Linked DNA regions of Canis lupus: region 2 is linked to region 1. A link is a contact called in public Hi-C data. All regions are on one chromosome and are shown on one strand. The core of a region is the stretch at or near the end of the contact, and the rest is flanking DNA. Distances in the headings are between cores, read along the strand shown. Region 1 overlaps BCOR (BCL-6 corepressor). Region 2 overlaps BCOR (BCL-6 corepressor).

Region 1 (4,783 bases), core at 1,948-4,447:
CACGCACCCTGTACCCTGGCGCGTGGACCGCTCCCAGCCCGGGGTGGGGGCCCTGCGCTCCCCCGCGCACTCGGCTCCGGCCGCTGCTCCCTCCCTCCGCTAGCCAGGCCTCGCCGGGGAGTTAATGATTGATTTACTGGCTCCGCGCGGCCGGCGCCCTCCCAGCTATTTGTCCAAGCTGAGGAGTTGCTGGCGAGCGGCGCAAAGGCCAGGAGAGCGGGGGTCGCCCGGGATGGGAAGCCGCGCTGCAGACGGGAAGGAGTGGCCACTTGGGTAGCCCCAACTGAGCGGCTCTAGCCGTGTCCTGAGCGAGCCCGCTGGAGGCCCGGGCCGGGCGAAGGGAGCATTGGGAAGCGCCACACGTAAACGGGTTGGCAGCTGGTGATTAGGCCGCCCGGTTTTATGAGTCATAATGGGCCGCCCGCCTGGCCCACAACCTGCTCGCTGTGGACTCGGCGCGCTGGGGTCCAGGCGGTGCACCGTTCTGGGCCGCGCAGAGGGGGGACGATGCTCTGGGGGGCCTCGGCCGCCGAAGGCGTTGCGCAGGATTTCCTCTCATTTCTCGCAGAAGGCAACACAAACACCCTAAATCAAACCGCTCCGACAACCGAGGGCTGCACACAGACACATCAATAAGGATTTCGCCTCCCGCGTTCGAACGCACTGAAACACTTGTCCTATTTTTATGCAAATGACACCACACAAATAGATCTCGCAGGCCCGGGAGTGGGGCGAGAGGAGGAGGGGCGCCGCCGCCCCTGCCTGGGGGCTGTGAAGGGGGAGGGAGTCCCAACCCGCACCCTGGGGCCCACGCCGGCTCGGGAGCAGCGGGGCTGGTACTGGCCAGGCGGCCCGCCCCGCGCGGTGGCTCCCTGCCAGCGCCGCCAAGTCGGCCGCGTCCCCAGGCTGCCTGCAGAGGCGGATTAGGGAAGGAGTGAAGCGAGCCTGTGACTAATCGCGGGGCCTCGGACCGGAGCACCAAGGCCATGTGCGACTGACAGGATCGACACTAGCAGAGGACACGGCGACGCCTCGCTTAATTGCAGGCTTAAAAAATTGCCGCCTGAGCAGCTCCGGTGCGGAGAGCCAAGGCGTGCGCGCTGGGCTGGGGAGCACGCCAGGGGGGACCTGCGCTCTTGCCCAGGGGAGGGAGGTCTGGCGTTTCCTGGATCCAGGGACCCGGCCCAACCGTCCACGACTCTGCAGGGTCGCCCCACCCTTCAAGCGGGCCATGTGGCGGAGTCGGCCAGTAGAGTAAGATCCAGTTCCCAGGTCTAGGTTCCTGACCCTTACCCCCTGTGGAGCCCCCGCTTATCCCCCCTCCTTCTCGCCCTAGATCCTATAAAGGAGCCTGTACAGTTGGGGGTGAGAGATTCCAACAAACCCTTAATAGAAAAGCCACACACAAACCACTTTCTTCTCTTCCCTCCCCTTCCTTTTCCACCAGCTGATACAAAGCCCCGAATGACCAAAGGGAGGGAGAGAGGACAGTCAGGGCTGCAAGGATCGAGGTTACCGCGTGCCCCAAGACTCGGAGCTCACAGGCACGCACCCTAGGCTCTTCACCCCTGGTCACAGCCCCTCTGGCCCAGATCTCCTTCCTGGAGCGCCGAGGCCTCTCGGGGGAAAAGGGGGAAGCGTCGGCAGGCCGGCTGGCCTGTGTGTGTGAGGGGAGGGGGGAGGGGGGAAGGCGGGGTGGCGGGGAACCCAGCGAGAGAAGTTTCCACCACGCTCTGGTCGGCTGCTGCCAAAATCCCCGGGCCCCTCCCCGCCCGCACCGCCTTCCGTTGCCACCACAAGTTTGGTTTAACGAGAGCTCGGGACAAAAGCAAACGTTTTCTATAGACCTGGAAAACAAAGGGGAAAGAGACGCGCGGGGCCGCCGAGAAGCGGCTGCTAGCGTAATGGTGCCGGGCCGACAGCAGAGCATTAGAACTGCAAAAGCCGCGCGGGCGGGAGGAAGTGCGAGGCGGGAGGCGGGAGCGCGGGGAGGGCGGGCGGGGGAGGGGCGCTGCGCCATGTTTCCGTGTCACCCGCCGAGTCGCCGGCGCTGGGCTCGGCCGCCGGCTCCCGCCTGCCTCCGTAACAGCAGAAAGCGTGCGATTAGCAGCCAGACAGGCGGGGACTCCGGGCCCGCGGGGCCGCCGCACACGCCGCCCGCGGCCCGGGCCTGCGCCCCCCCGCCCGCCGGGTAATCATCCTCCTCGCTGCAGCGCTGTGTGCACTCTCATTAGAGCAGGGAGGCTTTTCTCTGCGCACTCGCTCGGCCCCCGCTGGCAAAACAACGCCTTCCCCGGCCGGGCCCTGGGCCAGGAGCCCGGGGAGGGCGGAACGGGGGAGGGGGGGTGAGGCAGGGCAAGCAGCGCGGGTCATCTGGGCCGCCCGATCTCCTCGGGGCACGGAGAAGATGCGGAGGGTCCATCCACCCTCCCCACGCGGAGTGGCAAAGTCTGAACCCCATACCAGTCCCTTCGGGGCGGGGGGGGGGAGTGGTGGAGGAGGTGCCAGTGCCGCCATGACCTACTCTCGTCCCCCGCCGAAGGCTAGAGTCCGGGCCGAGGGGAGATGAGTGTGTCTGGTTTGGAGAGCGGGGGCGGACACCGGGAAGGCTCCCAAAACAGGTCTTGCCCCATCTGTTTCGCGAACGACCTCTTAAGGACAGAAGTCGGATCCCAGGGGTGGCGGCCCTTCGATCCCCCAGGAGCCCCGAGTCCCCAGGCTTCGAGCTTGGTCGCACAGAAGGGGTGGGAGATGGGGGCGGCCGAGACGCGGCTGCGCCTGGCCCAGAGCTTCGGAGCCCCGTGTTCTCCGCGATCTCTGCACACAACAGTAGGCAGCCTCTCCCGGCACCACGCGCCCAGCTGCAGGGCCCCGGGAGCAGGTGTTCCTGCCCGGCCGGAGTGGCGGCTCCGTGCCCCTCCCGTCCCAGCTGCGAGGCTGGGACTGGGGGCGGGGCGGGGTGGGGGGTGGCTCTTACGGCGGCCACCGAAGGAGGTCTCACTGGACCGCGAGAAGGGTCCTCCGGGCTTAATTGGGGATGTCCCGGGGCGAGGGAGGCCGCCTGGGGCCAGGAGGGATGTTGGGTGACGCGCGGCCAGCCCTCGTCTGGAACAACCCTGGGGGCCAGCAGAGGCCGCTCGGGGCGGCGCAAGGGCTTCCGGTCCCGGTGACTGCGGCGGCGGCAGCGGCGGCGGCGGCGGCGGCGGGGCGGCTGGGAAGTTCCCGGGGCGGCCGCGAGGAGCACCCTCCCCTGGCTGCAGCCTCCGCGCAGCTTTCGGAGCAGCGCCCTAGCAGCCTCCTGGCATCTGGCAGCCCCGCTCCCTGTCGGGAGCGGGGACGGGGGCTGCGGAGTGGTCCCGGCCCAGCCCCCAGCGCGGAGGGGGAGGCGGGGGCCGGGGACCCCGCGGGAGCTGCGGCGCGCCTCCCTGCCCCCTCTCCTCGCCGCCGCCGCCGCCGCCGCCGCCGCTGATATGGCGGGCACGTGAAGCGCAGCTCGGCGCCTCGGCGCCAGCTAGGGAGCGGCCTGCCCCGGCGGCTCAGCTTACCCGCGGGCCCAGGAACGCGGAACCGAGCCCGGTCGGGTCCCGCAGAGCCCGCGCCCCCGCCCCGGTCCCGGCTCGCTGCGGCCCCGCACCCCTCCCCGCCCGCGCCCGGCCTTGGGGCCGCGCCAGACGGCTCGCCCGAGGGGAACTCAGGCTGACTAATGGGACGCGTGTAGGCCTTACGTGAGGCCCGGCTGTCAGCGGATGCCCGCTCAGCTCGGCGCCTACGCCGCGGCCAGGCTTTTCGGGGAAGGGCGAGAGGAGGGGTTTCCCCGCTCGGCGGTTTCGGCTCCCCGGGGGACAATCCGGCCGCGGCCGGCCCCGGGCTTTAGGTCGCGCAGCCTGGCCCGGAGGGGGCAGACTCCGTGTGCATCCAGCGCCGAGGCGCGAACCCGGGATGGGGGGTGAAGTGGCTGGAGCCTTGGAGCTCTAAGCCGGAGGTGGGCACGGAGGCTCAGCCACTCGGCCTGGGGCGCCCGCCCTGATGTTGGCGATCTGGAGCCCGTGCCCTGGATGGGGAGAGGGGCAGTTTACAGGCCACCCCCCCCCCCCGGGCTTGGAGTTCAATACCGAAACCTCCCTAAACAAATACGAAATCTTCCGAAAACCCCTTTTTAATATATTTGTGCGGGAGGGTGGGTGGGGAGGATTTTTATCAAACTCCCAGAGAGTGCGGTGGGGCTGAGAGTTCTCGGGTTCTGGGGTGCATGATACCTTTTCCTTCCTTTACAGGGGCCTGCAAAAACCAGCAGAGTTTCTTATTATTTCGCATTAACAACCACGTAGTGTTGACATAGTTATATGACCCTCCCAAATATAACTAGCTGTTTAGTTTCAACACGCGAACGCGATGGAGAAACACAAACACTGGTCAGCAACTAAGAGAAGAAAACCCGGCTGCAAGCTTGGGGTTGGATGCAGGATAAATCCAACTCACGCATCCTTGGTTTTATTCAACCTAATTACACTAGTAATCCTGCCCCCCCTCACGAGAAAGCCTGAAACCCTGTAGTCAAGGTGCGACTTTTCCTGGGGAGCCCCACGGATCAAGAAGGGGTTGCTGGTGTAGAGGAGGTGGGTTTTAAATGTCACTTCCAAATGAAAATGCTTTCCCTCGGCCTTTTTCTTTCTTGCCTTTTTTTTTTTTTTGATGCAGTTTTCGAAAGGAGCATTTTTGCGAGATAAGAAGTGACCGATCAAAATCGCTGAGGGGAGGTTGTAAGCAGCCGCTTTGCCCCAGC
Region 2 (5,132 bases), core at 105-2,604, 40 kb before region 1:
GCTCCTTAAGTGACCTGCGCCAGGAACTCGGTCTGCGCTTTGCGGCGGGGGAACTTGGAGAGTTCTGCAGGCCTCGGAGAGGGGCGGCTAGGTGCGCCGGCAATCCCAATGCGCTGGGCGACCGCTTCCTGCTCCGCAGCCCCCCCCCCCCGCCCCCAGCCCCAAGTCAGCCTCACGCGGGCCCGCGGCGCGCAGCGATGATGGATCGCGCCTGGCGGGGGTGATTTGGTGTTGATCGCACATTATCACTGGCAGGTTGGACTGGTTGCTGATGGACGACTTCTAGCGGCGGCAGCAGCAGCGTCTTCAGACACGGTGCGGGGACTCGCTTGCTCTGCGAGGGTCTCTCTTTCCCCTGCCCCCACAACCGTCCCTCGCCCACTTGCCGGCGTCAGGAGGACTTGAGAGTCCGAGCGGGGTCCTGCCGCACCCAAGGCCGCCGGCCCTCGTCCGGGTCCTGGTGTGGGCCGCAGGCCGGGCGAGGAGGGGAGCCAGGACGCCTCTCCCGCTTCCTCCCATTCCTCCTTCCCTTGCCGCCTGCCCACCCACTCCCCATTCTTTCCTGCTTCCCCATCGAAATCGGGAGGGCCTGGGTCACCCGCCGGTTGGTTTCCCAACGCGGGTGCAGGCCGCGGGGGGGGGAGACACCCCCCCCCCGCCCTGCGGCCTCCGCCCCTCGCTCTCGGGGCTCGCTGCACCGCGACGCTGCGGTGCGCCCCTCCTCGCCTCTTTTTCTAAAGTGCCTGCAGATACAAAAGCGGTTTCGTAATGCCTTCCGTCTGCGAGAGCCGGAGGACCTTGGCTGACCTTTCGGAAACTGATTGCAACTGCCTGTTAACAGCCCGTACTGACCGCACCGAGCAGAGCGGAGGACAATCATTTAAGTGACAGACGGCGAGGTGGCCTCGGCTCAGTCGAGCGGCCTGGTTAAGCCCGCCCCACCCCTCCCCCCCAAGTGCCCCCCCCAAGCCCCGGGCGCACTGCGGGCTGTGGCGGGCGCCCGGGCGGGCGGGGAGGGCGCGCCGCGCGCGCGCGGTGTGTGTGTGTGTGTGTGTGTGTGTGCGCGCGCGCGCGCGCCCGCCCGCCCGCGATCACCGGTTGACGGGTTAACCCTTCGCCGAGCTGCCGGCCCCTTTGAGGCCGGACGCTGTCGGCTTAATCTGCCATCTGCAAAAGAGGAATAAAAGGGCCGCCTCCGCCGACTTTCCCTAATGGATAAACTGTCTCCCCTCAGCGTGACCGGGGCTGCGTCCCCGCTGCTGCCGGGGAAAGATCCCGACCCTCAGCTCTTCCGGCACGTCCCTGGGTCCCCTCCCTGCGCCCCCTCCCTTCCCCGCACAGAAAGACGCCAAGACAGGAACAGCACAGGGACAGCGCGAGGGGTCCAAAGGCTCCGAGAGACTCGCGGTGCAGTGGACGTGGGTGTTCCCGGTGTTTTCTGTTTTGGAAACTGGAGAAAGGTGGGGACGGGGGGTGGGCCCGCACTGGGAAGGCGAGGTGGGGGAGGGGAAGCTGGTGACAGGGCACCTCGGGCTGCGCTCGCTCCCTCTCTCGGGAGAGATCGCCAGCTGCTCTCCAACAGGCAGCGCCCTGAAATCTATTTAAAGAGAGGGAAAGGGGAGGAGAACAAAGGGGGAGGAGGGGGGCGGTGAGCGGAGCCTGGGCGAGAGCGAGCGAGCAGGGAGGATCCGCCGCTCCGCGGGCACATCAAGCGCTCACATCTGTACACTCCGCGATCGATGGGGAGAATGGATAATATTTGTCAGCTGCAGACCTTTCTCTTCCCGGTTCCCGGGGAGGGGAGGGGGCGAGGGAGGGGGAGGGGCGGGGAGACCAGGCGAGAGAGGCCGCCTCAAGGACAGCGCGCTTCCCGCTGCAGCCACACGGAAACCTAGAGCCATGAAAGCCCGGGGATTTTTCTCTTATTATCATTATTAATTATTTTTTATTATTCCACAGCAGCCAGCGAACGCTCGGCGGCGCCCCTCCCCCGCTCGCCTGCCGGCTCCCTTTGTTGATTCTCAGCTGCGAGCGCGGCGGGCCCGAGCCGCCGCCGCCGCCGCCGCCCGCCGCCGCCGCCGAGCACGATCTGCTCTTGCGCCCTCGGTCGCAGCTGCGGCCCAGGAAGCCGGGGCTGCGTCCCCGCCCCCCACCCCCCACGGCGCGGCAGCCCCCGCAACCCCCCCCCCGCCGCCCGCCACGAGGCCAGCCCAGCCTCTTCGCCGCTTCTCGCTGCGGCTCCGCGTCCCCAACGCCGAGCAGAGGCGCTGGCTGCTGCCGCCCCGAGCCTCCGGCTGCGCGGGGGCCTTCGCCACCCCTCACCCCCCGGCGGCTGCACTCTGATGCCGCCGTCCCCACACATGTTCTTCATTTCGCACACTCGCGGCGTGCTTCCTCTCGGCTCCTCTCCTCGGGGCTTTTCGGAGCGAGGAGGGAGGTTTAGAGGAAGTTAGAAACCCAGAGAGCCCAGGGGAAAGGGGGAAAACCCTCGCTCTCAGTCTGAGCTTCCCAGGCGGAGGGGAGCGCCCCGCGGGGTGGGGGGCAGGGCCTGGTTGCCCTCCCCTTCCTTAGATGCGGGAAGGTGAAGTGAAGGGTGGTGGCCGGAGGACAGGGAGCTGGAGAGTGAGTGAGCTCCAGGTTTGCTTTGGCTCGTCCCCCTGCACGACGCTACCGGCCGGGGCAGAACTGACCCACCCCCTCGGAGCGGCACAGAGGGCCTGGGAGCCGATCGGATTAGCGGTCATCAAATGACACCAAAGACACCTCAGACTGTCCCCCACCTTCCGCGAGGGAGTTCCCCGGTCCTTCACCCCCTCCCTCCTCCAAGGTGTAAAGCCTGAAGCTGACGCCCCACAGGCCCGGGGTCCCGGCCCACTCTGGGGTGTGTGTGTATGTGTGTGTGTGTGTGCAGAAAGTTCTAGTCGGAGGTTTACTTGTGGCTTCGCGCACCCACCCCCACCCCCGCTGTCCTGCGATTCCGGGCCAGCCTGCGGCGGCGTCCCCGACTGCTCCGCGGTCCTGGGCAGGGCAGGAAACTGGCACGGCCGCCGGCTGGGCCGGCGCCACTTGGCCGGGCCGGCTGCTCGCTGGAACTCGCGCGGCACCTTCGCGCCGAGTCGGGTTCCCGGGTCTCCCGCCCAGTCACCCTGAGCGGCTCCCCCCGCCCCCCCCCCCCCGTTCTTTCCGTCGTCCTCTCTCCGGAGTCTCCCAGTCTCCGCCCGCCCTCTCAGCTTTTCCCCTCCTCGGTCTGTCTCGGGAGCCCCGTAGCGCAGTCAACCGCCCTTCCCGAGATTCAAAAAGAAGTTTTGTGTTTCCCCGGGGGCAGCAGCCTAATGCTTCCCTTGTTTTCCGGAACAAAGCAGACATTCAGTGGGGAGGGGGCAGGCGCTGACTCCTTCCCCTCCCCGCAGCACCCCGCACCCCTGCAGGTTCAGAACGCTCGCTCCCGGGCCGGGCGGCCCGGGGATGGGGTGGGGGCCCTCTGTCCCCAGGCCCCTCTACAAAAGCCGCGCCCCCCGCGGGCCAGTTCCCCTAGCCTCCGCCCGGAGCCAGAGAGAAGGCGACATGGTGTTTGGGTGAGGTTCCCAGCCCGGGCTGGGAGGGCGCGCACGCAGCTGTTTACAGTGTGCCTGTGCTGCTGGAACTCACCCACCGCCGCCTGACAGCGTGGGGCACCCGCGCGCTGCCAGCTCAGAGGAGGCGCGCAGCGGCGAGCCCTCGGGCACTCGGCCGGAGGCCTCCGCAGCCCTGGGGCCAGGGCGCGCTGGGAAGCTCGAGGTCTCCAAGCGCGCGAGCCTCGTCTAGCCCGCAGACCGCCCCCTCCTCCCCAACAATGGCCTGGATCGGGTAGTATATCAAAGGGACTGGGGGAAGAGCTCGCGAGGGGCGCTCAGGGCAGTCCTTGCGCTGGGGTTCTTAGCAGCCCTTTCCCTCCCAGGGGTGAGCCCTCCGGCCAGAGTGGGCAAAGCTCTCCACTCTAGCGACTCGAAGATGCCTCTCGCTGCAGATAGCGCCCCGCGGCCCCACCCTGCCCGGCGGACTTCCCCTCACCCCGCCCCCGGGGGGACCGCAGCACTAGCAGTGCCCACGCGAGCCGGGCCTTGTCCGCGCATTGCTGCCTTAGATCCCGCTCCAGCTCTTCCCCTCTCCCGGGCCTGTGGCCGGCCCCCGGCGCCTCCAGCGCGTCCTGAAACTTGATCCCGTGTCGGAAGGACAGTGTGTAAACACCAGGCGCGCTCCGAGAGCCCGCGGGAGGGGCCGGGCGAGGGCCGCCCGGGCAGCGCCGAGGCCCCGCGCCCTCGCCCGCCTGCTCGCCCCGGGCACGATCGACGGGGCCGCTGCCTCGCTCTCTGCCTTCCCAGTTGGCTCAGCTAATTGGAACCGCAGCCGCCGCCGCCGCGGCGGCAGCCTCTTGTTGAATTTTCTAGATCGCAACCGTTCAGTCGTGGCTGCCTCCGGCTCCCCTCCCCCTCCCACAGCTGTTATCTCGGCGGCAACTTGTTGTTGGTGGGGACGCCCCTCCGCTGACCCTGGCCTCAGACTCTGTGTTGACCCCAGCAGTTCGGGGGTGTTTTTCTGTGGGGCGTGGGGAGGGAGGTAGAGTCTTATCGAAGAGTGAGACTTTGCGCCAGAATCTGAGACTCGTTTTGGTGGGGTCGAATACTATCCAGGGGATCCTCTGGGCAGAGAGCCATCGTCCTCGCAGTCTTGCACCAGGAGTGGTGACAGTACCTGAGGGGCTTCAGGAGCAACTCCAGTAGTAACTACAGTCCATTCCAGAAAGATGTTACAGAAGGCTGGGGGTGTTGGGAGGAGGAAACTACCTGCTGCCTTCTGCCCTGCCCCCAGTCCCTCTCAGGCTTTGGAACTTGCCGCAGCAGAGCTCTCCTATCCAGCGCCTAGCCCACCTGAATGGGCTGGGGCCACCTTCCTGCTTAGTTTGAAGTACCAAGTGGGTCCAGGAGGCACTTGTCAGCCTCAGTGGGTTCTAGAGGTGCACCTTCCCCAAGCTGGGTCAGCTCTAAACTTGTGCCAGCAGGCCTTCCTGGGCCTTGGGTCCCTCCAGCTGAGCCTCCCTTCTCCCTTGGCCTGCCATCATATACCCTATCCACAGGTCCCTGCTTGGTACAAGC

What was found. Hi-C and Micro-C count contacts between places; a contact is called where the count stands out from the background.
Region 2: a contact with region 1 is called in a Hi-C map of skin fibroblasts, with 2.0 times the contacts expected there. The contact joins two enhancer-like sites. A contact is called at or near these places in 2 of 9 Hi-C or Micro-C datasets (blood and skin fibroblasts).

What each region holds. Positions count from the first base shown.
Region 1 is chrX:34,814,650-34,819,432 of UU_Cfam_GSD_1.0, reverse strand. The region is part of intron 1 of BCOR (BCL-6 corepressor); the gene reads left to right. Among named protein-coding and RNA genes, the nearest start is that of BCOR, 62 kb to the left of the region's middle. Within about 2 kb of position 3,197, at least 6 of the 20 cell types and tissues checked have an H3K27ac peak or open chromatin away from gene starts, as enhancers often do.
Region 2 is chrX:34,852,458-34,857,589 of UU_Cfam_GSD_1.0, reverse strand. All of the region lies in intron 1 of BCOR (BCL-6 corepressor), which reads left to right. Among named protein-coding and RNA genes, the nearest start is that of BCOR, 24 kb to the left of the region's middle. Within about 2 kb of position 1,354, at least 3 of the 20 cell types and tissues checked have an H3K27ac peak or open chromatin away from gene starts, as enhancers often do.